2 separate regions of the Muntiacus reevesi genome follow, and region 2 is linked to region 1. A link is a contact called in public Hi-C data. All regions are on one chromosome and are shown on one strand. The core of a region is the stretch at or near the end of the contact, and the rest is flanking DNA. Distances in the headings are between cores, read along the strand shown.

Evidence for each region. Hi-C and Micro-C count contacts between places; a contact is called where the count stands out from the background.
Region 2: a Hi-C map of muscle shows a contact between it and region 1, with 8 times the contacts expected there. The contact joins the promoter of RPS12 here to the promoter of TBPL1 in region 1. A contact is called at or near these places in 2 of 3 Hi-C or Micro-C datasets (blood and muscle).

What each region holds. Positions count from the first base shown.
Region 1 is chr3:186,520,070-186,527,708 of mMunRee1.1, forward strand. TBPL1 (TATA-box binding protein like 1) reads right to left here and starts at 3,544. Exons shown (of 7, transcript XM_065931315.1): 1 at 3,309-3,544.
Region 2 is chr3:187,556,912-187,564,550 of mMunRee1.1, forward strand. It overlaps RPS12 (ribosomal protein S12), which reads right to left and starts at 4,218. Exons shown (of 6, transcript XM_065927776.1): 1 at 4,114-4,218; 2 at 3,938-3,988; 3 at 3,648-3,764; 4 at 2,810-2,912; 5 at 2,265-2,366; 6 at 1,140-1,229. The coding sequence starts at 3,951. The coding sequence ends at 1,167. It overlaps LOC136165798 (small nucleolar RNA SNORD101), which reads right to left and starts at 3,426; the gene lies at 3,354-3,426. LOC136165843 (small nucleolar RNA SNORA33) reads right to left here and starts at 1,489; the gene lies at 1,360-1,489. It overlaps LOC136165866 (small nucleolar RNA SNORD100), which reads right to left and starts at 2,523; the gene lies at 2,447-2,523.

The sequences.
Region 1 (7,639 bases), core at 2,294-4,793:
ACGTGCCTGATGAGAGACACCTTTAATCCAGCTTTATATACCTGACCATGGCATCAGATGTATTAAAGATACAAAAACATGCGTATAAATTGCAGGAAATCTTCATTTATTAATTCAAATACCACAATACAGCTAAACTGCCAAAGCACTACCAGTTTTGAGAACATTGTGGAAACATTCTACTATTATCAATTCTAAAATCCACTTAAACTTTATTTTTCATAGCAATAATTATTCATCACATGGGCTATGATGCAACAGAAAGAAATCAATCACTAGGTAATTATAGGCCTCCTTCACCAAAAAACAGCACTGATACCCACCTTAACTAAATTATACAGTATTTGCTGATTTTTAAATAATATGCCACATCCATGCTAAGAAAGAACACTTTCCAGAAATTTTCAGCTGTAAATTTTCTATTTATTCATTCTACTTTATAGCAAATTCTATACATTCTATATATATATATACATCTACAAAAATTTTGATATGACAATTTCCCACATATGAAAAAAAACTGTGGGATTCACTTAGTTTTGCCCTCTAATTTGGCAAAGCATAATTTCAGTCAAGTACTCAGATGCAAAACGATCTGAAAAGCTGGATGTTAAGACAAGGTTTTTAGAGTACAAATTATGAAAATCTAAGGTTCAATTAAAAACACAGAGAGGCTGTACTATATCTTTTATCTTTTTTTTTTTTTTTAAGTGACTACATCTTCAATTACAGAGTTACCACCTGGACTTCTGTAACAGCTTTTATTCCTAAAAGTTCAAATATTTTTACACGCCTTATTTCAGTACAGTCTTGATTCTCAGCATAAGGCTCTTACCTGTCATACTGTACAACCAACAGTTGTTGGTTCAGAATGAATACAGAACATCTGACATGAACACTCCATTCTCAATATAAGCAGAGGGATACAGAAGGAAAATGGAACAGACAAAGTAACATTAACGGAAGGGATACACAGGCCAAGGATATATGTTGGAAACTCCCTAAGAAACAGAAATAATACAAATAGTATAAGGAATCATTTTTGATTGGGACATGATTATTAGGTCAAGAGAGGAACCAAGACAACAGGAAATGTTGCGAGTATTGGAGCAGAGGGCAGGGAGAGCAGGGACTGTTAATAAAGGTAAAGGCTTGGGCTTAAATCCTTTTCCTCAACCACAGAAGGGGTAAAGGAAAGAGGCAGCAGCAATTAAGATCTACATGAAGTGAGTGTGACGGCAGCCCTGAGGCAGAGGGAACTCACTGAATCTCACATGAAAAGAGAACATCCCCCAGCACAACCTCACACAAGAGAGTAAGCCAAAGTCCTTGACTCACTCATCTACAGATGACAATATTAGGTTTTTCTTCTCAAGAGGTTTAAAATGCAATTTTAAGTTTCCCAATGTTTATACTTCCTGGGCTTCCCAGGTGGTGCCAGTTGTAAAGAATCTGCCTACCAATGCAAGATGCAGGTTCGATCCCTGGGTTGGGAGGATCCTCTGGAGGAGGGCATGCAACCCACTCCAGTATTCTTGCCTAGAGAATCCCATGGACAGAGGAGCCTGGCAGGGTGCAGTCCAAAGGGTTGCAAAGAGTCAGACACGACTGAGGCAACTTAACACACACACAATATTTGTATTTCGCGTCTTTGTTAAAGGTATCTGCCCACCTCTTTGCACATATATGAAATTGGTTTAACAAGAGATGCTGCACCTCAATTCCTTGAAAATACCCGAGTCAAAAACTCGATTCTGACATCAACCAATCAACAGCACAGAGCAGCAGATCATAACAGTCTCGGAGACTGATTGTGAGGGCAGAGTACCAAAGCAGGGGTTTGGGGGAGCGGGATGAAACGTTTTTGTTTAAGACAAGTCAGACTTAGGTGAAAAGTAAGAGGGGAAAAAAATTAAGGGACAAACAGAAACCGTGGTTGACATCATTGCTTCTGTGATTTATCAATTTTCTTTTCATCTTTAATCTTCAACTAAAGAGCTTTGTTCCCCCTGGACACAAAAATAATATTACTGTAGCATGCATATATGGCCATTTCAGTACGCCACAAGAAAACCTCATTTACTGACCTAGAAAGGTTTGGGAAGCATAAAACCATTAAACAGAGGCCTACGGCCTAAAGAGATGGCACAAACTGGTAAGCAACATATCAGCTGCGAATAATTCTTCCAACTACAGAGTGATGACAAAAGTCCTTTTTCGATTTAACTGTCATTTTCTCAAACTTCCCAAAAGACTGCAGATTATGCTAGAATAGCTAAACCTTCTCATATTTCTCTTTTCCAATTTTCCCAGGGAAAATGTCATTCTTTCTGCAAACAAAAAATCGCACCAAGCTTGTTTCCTTTTCTTTCCTTGAGCCAATTTTAAGTCACTCTCCTTAACCCTAAATACACAAGCCCACGCTGGTCAACTGCCAGTGTCTCTCTAGAACTGCGGGTGACAGATGCAGTCAGAGAGCTCACAGACGTGGATTGGCTGTGGTCTGAATCCCATTGCAATGAACACACTGACAGAGCCCGCAGAAGCACATCTCGGCAGAAGGAGAGAGTTTAAAAACCGTCATTTCCAATAGAAATTGCTTTTAGATTTCTTACTGGCTATTATGCTCCTACCCCGGTTCTCAACCTAGCTTAGCCCTACGTCCTACCCATTTTATCCTCCTCAGTTCCAGATCCTTCATCAAGCCTAATTCTGGTTAATACTACTATTACAAAAAAAAAAAAAAAAAAAAAAAAAAGGCGGGGGGCAGGGGAGGGAGGTGTTGCAGGCATTGCCAAAAGTAGGAACCGACCAAGGTGCTATTTGGGAGCGTTCCCGTCGCGGCCAAAGCCGCAGGAAGTTTTCTGGGAAGCAACGGACCCCTTTAGCATCTCTGCACGATCTCTCTTCCCCTGGGTGAGGGCTCCACAGAGAACGATGGGGAATCTCCCTTCTCCAGTCTTTCCCAGTGGTGGCTAACCCAGAAAATAAAAATCTCTCTTTTCTTATCCTACACTCCTCCGGATAACGTTCCCAGGCAGTGACGCCCCACCCCCACTCCGTTATCCCAAACGAGATCCCCAAATATCACCCCGTCCTCCTAAAAGCTGGACCCTCCCTCGGCCGCTGGACCAATTTCCCGCATCGGAGGTCCTCTCCCCCCCGCCCCGGCATCCGCCCCCGCACACTCCACCAGCAGCACGGCCGCGGCTCCGCACAAGCCCGCCCCGCGCCAAGACGCCCCGCAGCCGGCACTCGGGCAGCCCCGAAGCCCGCGCTACCCCCGCCCAGGGTCGCCGACCGGTTACCGTGGGAAGAGCGGGCGGCGGCAGAGGACGCGGCGGCAGCGCTGCTGCCGGTTGCGGCGGACGCGAAGGATAAGCTGGAGGATAAGGATGATGATGAGGCGAGCGCGCTCCCCAGTCTCCATGGAACTCCCGCCCCGGCCGGTTGCTAGGAGCCCCCAAGGCTCGGGCTCCGTCTTTCGTGCTTTGTTGTTCCGGGTACAGGGCGGCCGCTGCTTCCCCGCGACAATAAATAGACCAGACGCGGGGGAGCATAGAGACAACGCGCGGCGGCTAGAGCGCCGCCGGACAGGGCCCTCCGGAGTTCCTCGCTAGCCAGTCATTTCCGGCTCTCACTGCTCCCGTCACTTTCCCCCGCCCCTTCCTCCACTTTCCCTTCCTCCTTCCTGGTGTCCGGGTCGTGTCGGCCCGGCCTGCCTAAGGGCTTGACGGGGTGGGGCTCGTGGGGAAAGGTGTGCGCTGGGCTAGACTTCTTTTGCTTGATAACCGCTTGGAAAGATTTCGAAAAAACTGTGCATCCCTTGTATATTTTTAGCTAGTAGTTACACATGAGTACGTCATTTCTGGCATACAGTGTAATATAAACGGACTTTAGGTTTTTTATTTTGAGGGATGGGGGTGGAGGGGGGCAATACCTTGCCACTTCTGTTAGCCCATTCAATTCATAGAAAAGGTCCACCATTCAATATAATTAGCGAAGCTGGTCCTCAACAACTAAAAATTGTTTTCTAATTCTGACGAGTACATTTTCTGTCTTGAAAAAGTCCGACTTCGCTTTTTCGGTTAAAACGCGTTAATTTACGTGATCAAGCTCTCGTGAAGGAATGCTAATCCTAGTCCTAAAATTCAGTGATAGGATATGATAGGTAAAAGAATGGATAGATGGATGGATGGATGGATGGATGGATGGGTGGATGATAGATAATGCAGGGGGGTTAGGTCACATTTCTGTCGCCTGTCCGTTTGGTATTCCATACTCAACTTGGGTTTGCGGTCAGGACTCTGCCTTGGAAGCCGGGAGACACTTGAGAGGCTTTTAAGCCGCGTAGCCGGATCCAAGAAGGATGGGAGGAGGGAAGAGGGCGCCTGCACGCTGGGACCGGGGTGCCGGGCAGGGGCGGCGGCGGCTCTGCTCACACGGAAGCCGAAGCCGGGCGCCTGAGGACTGAGACCCTTCCGCGGCTCCGCGCCCAAGTGGTCCTGGAATGACCCGGGGGACTCCGAGAGGCGCACACTTCGCCAGTTTGAACGGCCGCGCTTGGGCCCTCGGGGCCCCTCGGGGGCCCCTTGAAGCGTGCCGCCTGCGAGAGCGAGACAGGACTAACGGTCCGGGAGCTCCAAGCAGCGGCGCGGATACCCGCCGCGCCCCCGACTCCCATTCCCAGGCCGGCCGGCGCAGGCCTCTGCTCAGAGTTGGGCTGCAGTTAGAAGCCTCTCCCTGAATGAGGCCAGTGGGCAGCTCTAATTTAATAAAAGGCCCTAAGGGGCTCATGAATACCTGGCCTCTGGTTGGTGTGCATATGGCATGAATCGTGCTAATACCACAGTCCTTTTTGAAAATGATGGGCTGACTTCTGAGGGGTTGGGGAGTAGGCAACCATTCGAGTATTTCACTACTTATGGGGTCTTCAAGGATGCCTATAGATCTTTTCCTTCCCACTTTGAATATTCAGTAAAATATGTGAGCATTTAAAGGCACTGTAGAATTATGGAACTTTGATCTGTTTCAGTTTCTATACTCATTTATTCTCTGAACAGTATTAAACAATTATAGCTTGTGTTAGGTGTAATGAAGACAGCAAGCAAGAGGCTGGGTTAGAGAGTCATGTCTGTGGAGTAGTGTGGAGATGACTTTCAGGAGGTAACCTTTCAGCTGTTACCTGAATGGGAATGAAAGGGCTCCACCGTGTACCTGGCAGAGGGAACAAGACAGGCTAGAGCTGTCTGTGTGGGAATAGTAGCCTGGATGGGGCATCATGATCAGTGCAAGGGGCAGCGGACTTGAGGCGAAGTTGACAAGAAACTAAGGCTTGACCCTTCAGTGCCTTGCAGGCCATGAATTTGGATTTTCTTTCAAATGCTGAGGGAAGTGAAAGGTTTTAAGTGGTAGAGTGGCGTGGTCTGATTTGCCAAGGAAATGGCAGGAGAAAGGCTCTATTCCAATGATCACTGCCACTGTGGATAAGTCAGCTTTACAGTAACAGTGACTAAGGTCTTTACGTGTCACCTTCCTTACAGGAGACCAGCAGTATAGCTGGTATCAAGCATGTCAGCTGCTTTGGACCCCCCTTTTGTCACAGACAGGTCAGCAGTTTGCCTCATCATAGTATTTCCTCATTCTGGAATTGGGTTTGATTTTACAGCAGGCACCATTCTCTATTGAGAAGAAAATGGCAGCCCATTACAGTATTCTTGCCTGGAAAATCTCATGGACAGAGGAGCCTGGTGGGCTACAGACCATGGGATTGAAAACAGCTGAACCTGGACAGTTGTTTAGTTAGTGACTAAACAACAATGACCATTCTCCATAGACTTGTTGAATGCTTTAGCTGAAACACCATTCTACTGACCAAGGAATTCATTTCAAGATGAAAGAAGATGAGATAAAGCCCATGGGCTTCACTAGTCTTATCATGTGCTCCATTTCCATTAGTCAAGATCCAGGTAAGGCTATAATATTATTTATTATCCAGGTGCCAGGAAAAGTTAGAATATACAATATATGTTCCAAACCAAGACTCTTTTTTTAATATATATTATTTATTTATTTATTTTAATTGGAGGCTAATTACTTTACAATATTGTGGTGGTTTTTGCCATACATTGACGTGAATCTGCCATGGATTTGCATGTGTTCCCCATCCTGAACCCCCCTCCCGCCTCCCTCCCCATCCCATCCCTCTGGGTCATCCCAGTGCACCAGCCCTGAGCACCCTGTCTCATGCATCGAACCTGGACTGGCGACCTGTTTCACAAATAATATACTTGTTTCAATGCTATTCTTGCAAATCATCCCACCCTCACCTTCTCCCACAGAGTCCAAAAGTCTGTTCTTTACATCTGTGTCTCTTTTGTTGTCTTCCATATAGGGTCATTGTTACCATCTTTCTAAATTCCACCTATATGTGTCAATATACTGTATTGGTGTTTTTCTTTCTGACTCACTTTGCTCTGTATAATAGGCTCCAGTTTCATTCACCTCGTTAGAACTGACTCAAATGCATTCTTTTAAATAGCTGAGTAATATTCCATTGTGCATACATACCACAGCTTTCTTATCCATTTGTCTGTCGATGGGCATCTAGATTGCTTCCATGTGCTGGCTATTGTAAACAGTGCTGCGATGAACACTGGGGTACACATGTCTCTTTCAGTTCTGGTTTCCTTGGTGTGTATGCCCAGCAGTGGCATTGCTGGGTCATATGGCAGTTCTATTTCCAGTTTTTTAAACAATCTCCACACTGTTCTCCATAGTGGCTGTACTAGTTTGCATTCCCACCAACAGTGTAAGAGGGTTCCTTTTTAATCCACACCCTCTCCAGCATTGCATTTATTGTTTGTAGACTTTTTGATGGCAGCCATTCTGACTGGCGTAAGATGGTACCTCATTGTGCCAAACCAAGACTCTTGATTAATACAGAAATTGACATTTAGGTTGGTAAAACAGTAAGCTTTATAAGCTGTATAAATACTGCTTAAAATGTGATATAAAAGCAAAAGCCCATGGGTAAAATGTACTGATCAGCAATGAAATAGGTATAGAAATCAAGAGGAACATTTTGAAATTTTCAGTAATCTGACATTACTGTTGCATCTAAACATGCAACTTTGCATTTATAGAAACATTTGTGTTGGGTTGGTAACAAATCTGATCATTTACCATAGTTATGCCCATTAAAGGCTCCAGTTTTATGAACTTGGCTAAAAAAAAATCAGGCTATTGGAATATGTTGACTTATCTCCCTTAGTGCTTTGGTATAGAAAAACTGTTCAGCATAGCCTTTCTGAAGAGACAAGTGGTAGTGGAATGGTACTTAAACAGCATTGTTAAGAGGAGTCCTTTCTGCCAGAATTTTAGTTATCCTACACTAGTAGAGATCAGCTGATATCTACTCTGCCAATTGAAACAACAAAAATTTCTGCCCCGTGTGAAGTCAACACACTATCTATGAATACAGTGACCAAGTAGAGCAGTGGTGTCAGGGATCCTTATTTCTCAGGATTCTTCTTGAATATCTCCCGTTATACACTTTGTACCCCAGTTGAAAGAGTAATTCCTCCCAGTTTGCCAGTTAAGTAGTGTGCAACTTAAGGGACAGAGTCTGATTCTGTAA
Region 2 (7,639 bases), core at 2,968-5,467, 1.0 Mb after region 1:
TGGACTAGCCTGCCTTGCTCAGACTATGGAATTCTCCAGGCCACAAGACTGGAGTGGGTAGCCCTTCCCTTCTCCAGGAAATCTTCCCAATACAGGGATCAAACCCAGGTCTCCCACAAGGTAGGTAGACTCTTTACAGCTCAGCCACCAGGGAAGCCCCTTACTCTTACACAAAGGGACAAAATTCAGTTGTTCACTGAGTCCTGTCCAACTCTGCGACCCCATCTACTTACTGCAGCTCGCCCAGGCTTCTGACCATCATCTCTTGGTGTTTACTCAAACTCAGGTCCCTTGAGCAAGGGCTCTATGGATGGAGAGCTGGTGATGGACAGGGAAGACTAGTGTGCTGCGGTCCATGGGACTGCAGAGTCAGACGAAACTGAATGAGCTCAAAGTTCAAAAGTCAACAAAGCCTTCCCAGCACTAATTTCGAGATGGGCCAGTGAGTCAATATGAAAATGCACACTGCAGTAATTCAATTTTTCCAAGCCTGAACAACACTATTTCCCATAAAAAAATCAAACAGAAATATGGTTTTCCCACTGCATAAACACTCAAATGGCACCAAATGCAGAGAATTTATCAAGATATGTAAACTACAATTACTTTTCCCACATGCCCTGTCACTGCATAGACTGGTAAACTAAGGGAAACTCAAAAGTACCCCACTTGGTTATCTGTGAGGGAATTTCATATTCCTCCTATCTCAACTTGACTCAGGCTAAGTACAGTCACTATCACCTCTCCCTGAGGATTTTGGGGAGTTGAGTACCTGGAAGCACGTTTCTGTGCCTGATATTTAAAGAAACCATGACCTACCCTAATGGGCATGTACAAAAGCCCCACAGCCTAAATCCTATCCAGTCCCCTTTGTACTTTGCTGATTTGTCCAGTTCACTTTTCTAGGTTATAGTTTGGCTTATCAGTCATAAATATCCATCCAAGAAAACCCTGACCATCACCAAGCCTATCTTCACTTGGGCTCTGCTACTTGCCAACTGATATTACTTATTGGTTGGGAAAAATGTTTTCCCTTAGAAAACAGGACAAACAAGATGCATCCAGTTATTTTGCAATGAATCTTTTGTCCTTCATTAACACAGACTTTAATTTTACTGCCCCAAATAAAAAGCCAGAGATGAAAAACAAGAGCTCAGTTTATTTCATCATTTCTTGCATTTGAAGTACTCCTCGATGACATCCTTGGCCTGAGATTCTTTGCCATAGTCCTAAAAAACAAATGTGATTTTACTAAAATTTACAAACTCCCAAGTTGTTAGCACTACTAGTAACAGTGAAGCTTTAAAAAAAAACAAACAAAACAGCACATCTTATGAAGTATTCCCCACCATTTTAATGCCTTGTAGCCATTTTCAGGGACCTTAATGACCTCAATGTCTTTAAGGCTCGTAACATGGCTTTCCTATTGCCAGCATTTTCTAAATTTCTGCAGAAACACATTCAGGTAAGCAGATTCTTTGGCTGGCTTAATTATGGCTTATTTCCTTTTCCTGTAAGAAAGACTCTACATCTGTTGAGAATTACACATTTGCTTTTAAGTGATTTTTGACTCATTACAGGGTTAACTCATTATTGACCAGGAGATTTTTGCTGAAACTAATGCCTGTGGCCTGACCAAAAATTGTTATTTCATTTACACTCTGAAGACTATTACATTCAATATTTATATCTGATACAATTGTATTATCCAGCACCATGATTTTCATTTTCAATATCAGAATCAACCTCTAAGATGTTGTTGCTTGTTTTGAATCTGACCGTGACACGGAAGACCCGGGTTTGATCCCTGGGTCAGGATTACCCCCGAAAGGGAATGGCTAGCCACTCCAGTATTCTTGCCTGGAGAATTCCATGGACAGAGGAGCCTGGTGGGCTACAGTCCATGGGGTCACAGAGTCAGATACGACTGCATGACTAACACACTGAAAAACAATCATCTCTGAGACACTAATGTCACTTGAACAGAAGGTAGCTACCTAAAACTCATCCAAAAATTCACACAAAATTCCACGTGTCGTTTCTGACAATTTTACCATGACATGTTTGTGCTTGTAATATACACAAGGATGGGACAAAAATATAACCACAAAATATAATAGTCATAGTTTGTAAATGAACCCTCGATCACTTTTAAGCTCTAAAAGTTTTGCATGGTAATGTAAAATCCCAATATACATTAATACATATCCCGTGTTAAGCATGGTTACCCAGTACATTTATCCCAGACATAAATATCAACTTACCTTAACTACCACACAACTGCAACCAACCACTTTACGGGGTTTTCCCTCTCTGTCAATTTTACAGAGGCCTACCCATTCCCCTAGTTTCTTGTTGTCATCAACCTGTTAGGGGAATAATAACGAAAATAAATCACCACACTAGTAGGCACTAATACTACTGACAATACACTAGATTAAAGGTGGCTGGAGTCAGATAGGGTGACATGGCAGTTTCCTCACCGCGGTTCAGTAGAGGGAGCCAGTTGTCATCATGTACAGCCCCAAGAAACCTATCAATACCCTAACGCAGGTTATTCTGCATCGACGTAAAACCAGCATTTAAATCTGCAGGAATAAAACTGCTTCCCCAACTAGCTTTAGCATAGCCAACAAATGCCAAGTTTGTGATGCTTTTCAGACCTGCAGAAGAGAGGTCTTTACAAACTTTCTCTGGTATGACAAAAATCATTATGGATAGCCTTTATGTGGACACAGGTCTGTAACTGGCCTAATTTACAATAAGCTAATTTGGCTCTCACAAAAGCTAAATCCAAGGAGTAACTTACCTTAATCAGGTTGATCTGATGCTCAGCACAAAGGGCCTCCACCAACTTGACATACATGGGCTCATCACAGTTGGATGCGAGCACACACAGATGGGCCTGGCGCCTGAAATGCAAAATCCAACAGCAGAAGCTGAAATCTGGGTCTAAATCTACCTGCAATCTGTAAGAGAATTATCTTTGCACTGGATACTGGCAAAAATCTAACCAGGCATTGGAGAACACAACTTCAGTTTGACATAGCTGCCAGAAAGCATATATTTCTTTACTTCCATCGATAGAACCACCACCTAATCTTCAATAACTTGTAAAATTCTAAGTTTCACCTATAGCAACTGTTTTAACCACCCCAAAGACCTCACTGAGTAAATTTACAAGTATTTCTCACCCACACTGACCTCTACAGCTGCTGCTCTTACTAACTTCATGCTAAATCTACATGTTTCTGCCACAGTACTTTAGTGGTTTAAGTCTCCAAAGTGCAAAATGAAGGTTCCCATCTCTTCCATAACGAACAGTGAAATTAAATTAGCCCCCAAAGCTACAGGTTTGTCAGACTATGAGATTTCACTCATAGAAGGAGTGAAGGGGTATCCGACAACTTAAGTCATCATTCAAACACTGTAGTTTTACTTCAAGAATCAAACGTTCATCCCCATTCAAAACCCACACACTCAGCGGGCCATCAGAGTTCTGAATTGATACCTTTTCCTATGTTTCCTGTAGAACGGATGTCATTCAGAACTTTTGTGCTAACACCATGAAACTTCACGCTTTCTTCCCTCGGCTGCAGTTTTGTTCCGGTTCCAACACCCCACAGTATTGAGACTGATACACGTACTTGTCTAAAGCTTTCGCGGCTTCGCGAATTCCACGTGCTAAGCCATCGTGGATGAGGGCGGTCTTCAGAACCTCTTGCAGAGCAGTATTAACGTCCATTACACCTCCAGCAGCAATGCTAAAAAACAGAAATTTAAATTTTTAATTCTCGCCCACCATCTAACGCCTTGGATACGGCAGTCATCAGCAAGGTAAGCCAGACGCGCTTACGACTCGACGGCACAACTAGAAACCACGCTACCGGGTCCAGGCCCACGCCTTGCCCCCCCGACCACCCAGCCCTAGGCTCACCCTTCCTCGGCCATGGCGGTGGGTTACGGGTGGAGCCGAATCTTGAATGCACTGCAAAACAAACAGCGATAAGTTAGGTAAAGAAACGACCCCGATTAGCCCCACATACTCAACGCCAACTCAAAGTAAAATGCAGCCACGCTGCATAACCAACACCTCTACTTTGCCTAACTCACCCCGAGCCTCCGCCTCCGCGCGGCTCCGCGGCGGCAGGGAAAGAGAACGAACGCGCCCGCATGACGGTATTTAAGGGTTTCCCAGGACCCCTGGGCGCACGCGCACTCCCTTCTATGGAAGAGCTGGCTCTGGCAATGCCGGGCCTGGAGAATTTCTGTTTCCGGATTGAGGCGGTCCTGAGACAGGACTCCTGCTAACTTTCTGACTCTGCGCGGCCGGTCATTGGCTCACGAAACAGGCACTAACGCGGGCAGCTTCTTAACGTCATTTCCGCCGGAGGCGAGGCCTGCAGAGGCCCCGAGAGCCTCTACGGAGCGCGAGAAGGGCCAGGCGCTCCTGTCCGCGCGATCCTGTCAAGCTCCGGGAGCCCCTGCAGCCCCGGCTGAGGCGGAAAACTAATTTTAACCCTTTCTACGCCCAAGGTGTAATTTCCTGTCGACTCGCTAACTGGTCCTCCCCGAGCGGCACCCTCTCTCGCTTCCTTTCTGAGTCACTCTGAATGTTCGTGAATTTGTCAGTCTGTGGGTGATCGCGCGCGTGCGTGTGTGTCTGCGTGTTTTTCTGAAACGACAGCCAACACGTTTTCGCTGCTTCTGAAGCAGCTTCTGAAGCACATCGCAAATTCCACTGTCCTGACCAGTGTTAAGTGAAAAACCCCTGGCCAGCCTAGTGATTGGTTACGGTTTCCTAATGTAGTTGGTTGTAAAAGAAGTTTTGGTTTGGGGGGTTTTGTTTTTAGGATTTGGGGTTTTGGCTTTTTGGGTTTTTTTTAACACTAAATTGCCCCGTGGATTCGTAATCCCGCCCAAATCAGGATTCAGCAGGTGCATTTGAAACACAGTGTACCAAACATAGGGACGGGGTCTGGGAACACAGAGATGGAAACGTAGTCTTTGAGAAATCCGGCGTTAATTTCGCCTTCCCGGACTGGCGGAGTTAGTGGAATCTTCTCTGAGAAGTCAGTTTTAACTTTGACTTTCTCGGAAAGAAATATTCTGAATTTTGCGTTGACTGACCATTCCCCCACCGGCACCTCCAACGCTAATACGTGAACTACAGCCTGATGTCATCAGTACAGTCCTTTTTCTTGTGTTCTAAATTCCTCTTCTGACAAGTAACCCAGACAGCAGTTATTAAGCGTTTGATAGGTGCTAGCATCAATGCATTTAGCGAACAACGAAGAACAAACAGATAACATTAAATTCTTGAGTACTGTGGAAAAAAAAAAAATGACTAACATGTTCAGAGTGTGAGATAGAGTTAGCCAGAATAGTGATATACTGGAATTTTAATCCATGTTGTTCAGTATTAACTTTCAAGCTTTGTTGTATAAACGTTGAACCTACTTATTTCCACCCATAGCTCATCCTAAAAAATTGTTCACTTATTCACTTAATTATTGAGCTTTTGGGGGAGGGGGACAGTTTATAAAGATGAGTATATTTATTCCTGCTGCTCTCATATCTGTGGTGAGATTAAGATTTGAGCCAAAGTTGGTAACACCTGAAGGCCTCAGGGGAGTTAATAGCTAAAGACACTCATACTGGCAGATTATAACTGGCTTGAATAATGTACACAAATATGTGTCTGAAATACCTATGAAAAATAAATTCTAAAGTTTGTGTGTTTTAGAAACAATGATAATAGGTAATTTTGTTTAGATGTCAGTTTATGTACTAATTATTATATTTTCTCCCTTAAGTATCATTGAAACTTCATGTGGTAGTGGTGGGGTTAGCCCTTTTAATAGGGAAAGAAACTTAGGCATAAGGAGTTCCCAAGCTACCCAGCTAGTAAATGTGGCAACTGGTATTTGAGCCCAGTTGACTTCAAAGCTGATGCTTCTAACCCTTCAGCCATTTGGATGATTGCCCAAATGTGGGAGGGAGGTCAAGATTTCAAAGATAACTCCTGACATCTCACATTTGGCAATGATACCACTGGTTCTGCCTTCATCATGTAAAAAGGCACATAGAGAAAAGGAATATTGCAGTGTCAGGCAGAAAAAGAGACAGCAGTAGAAATCTGAGTTTCTGAATCATCTAAGTGTAGATGTATTAGTTTGCTAGGGCTGCCTTAACAAAGTATGGCAAACTGTTAGCTTAAACAACAAAGTTATTTTCTCATAGTTTTGAAGACAGGAAGTTTGAAATCAAGGTATCAGCAGGACTGGTTACTACTAAGTGGGGGAATCTGGTCAATGCCTTTCTCTTAACTTCTGAGGTTTGCCAGCAATCTTGATGTTCCTTTGTTTCTGACAGCATAACTCCAATCCACATGATGTTCTCCCTGTGTGCATATCTGTCTCTGTGTCCAAATTAATTATATATAGAATAATTCTATATATAAAGTCTTGATATGGGGTGCTGGGGTTGGGACTTTGACCTATGTATTTTGTGGGGACAGAATTCAACCCATGACAGATGTCAAAAAAGAAGCAGATGAAGAACAGTTTAAATAATAGGAAAGATCTTTGTGTTGAGCTGCAAAAAACTTTACTTGGAAGACCAAAGCTGGGAACAGAAGCTAAACCAGTGCACTGGAAGGATTTTATATCATGAAGTGGTAGGGCCTAGCTGAGCTGAGTTCAAATTCTGGCTAACTGTGGCCTTTGGCAAATGGCTTTTTTTTTTTTTTTTTCTGAGTCAGTAAAGTGGTGATAATACTAGAATATTGTGAGGAGTAAGAAGAGATAATTGTTTAAAGTGTTCACCACTGCCTGTGAAGTAGTAGCTGTTGTTCAGTCTCAGCCATGTTTGACTCTTTGCGACCCCATGGACTGCAGCATGCCAGGCTTCCCTGTCCATCACCATCTCCCAGAGCTTGCTCAAACTCAAGTCCATCAAGTCGGTGATGCCCTCCAACCATCTCATCCTCTGTCGTCCCCTTCTCCGCCTGCCCCCAATCCCTCCCAGCATCAGGGTCCTTTCCAGTGAGTCAGCTCTTCACATCAGGTGGCCGAAGTATTGGAGCTTCAGTTTCAGTATCAGTCCGACTTTCAGTGAGTATTCAGGGTTGATTTCCCTCAGGATTGACTGGTTTGATCATCTTGCTGTCTGAGGGACTGTCAAGAGCCTTCTACAGTGAAGTAGTTACTTAACTTATAAAGAACTTCATAGGAGAATACATGGAAGGGTTCTTAATATAAACTTTCTCTTGTCCTAAAGCATCTAGCATTTAGTACAGTGACTTACATATTGGAGTCCCTAAACCAATGTGTACTAAATGAATTCATGGAATGAAATAAGATTAAAGAAGCATCTGGGTAGTCACACCAAAAAGAAAGCCATGCTGACAATTACTGTGACAAATTAATGCCTGTTGTGAGCTAGTTGGAGGCTGTGGGAATCCCAGAAAACCACTTTTAATTTGAAAACTTTTGTTTTCAAATGTTTCCACTTTGGAGAGTAGAAATAAATATAATGGATGGAAATGGAAACTAAAAACATGAAAACAACACAAAACTGTTATCCCGCTGGAGCTTCAGAACATAGGTCTAGCCTCGGCTTCTGAATCATGTGGTTT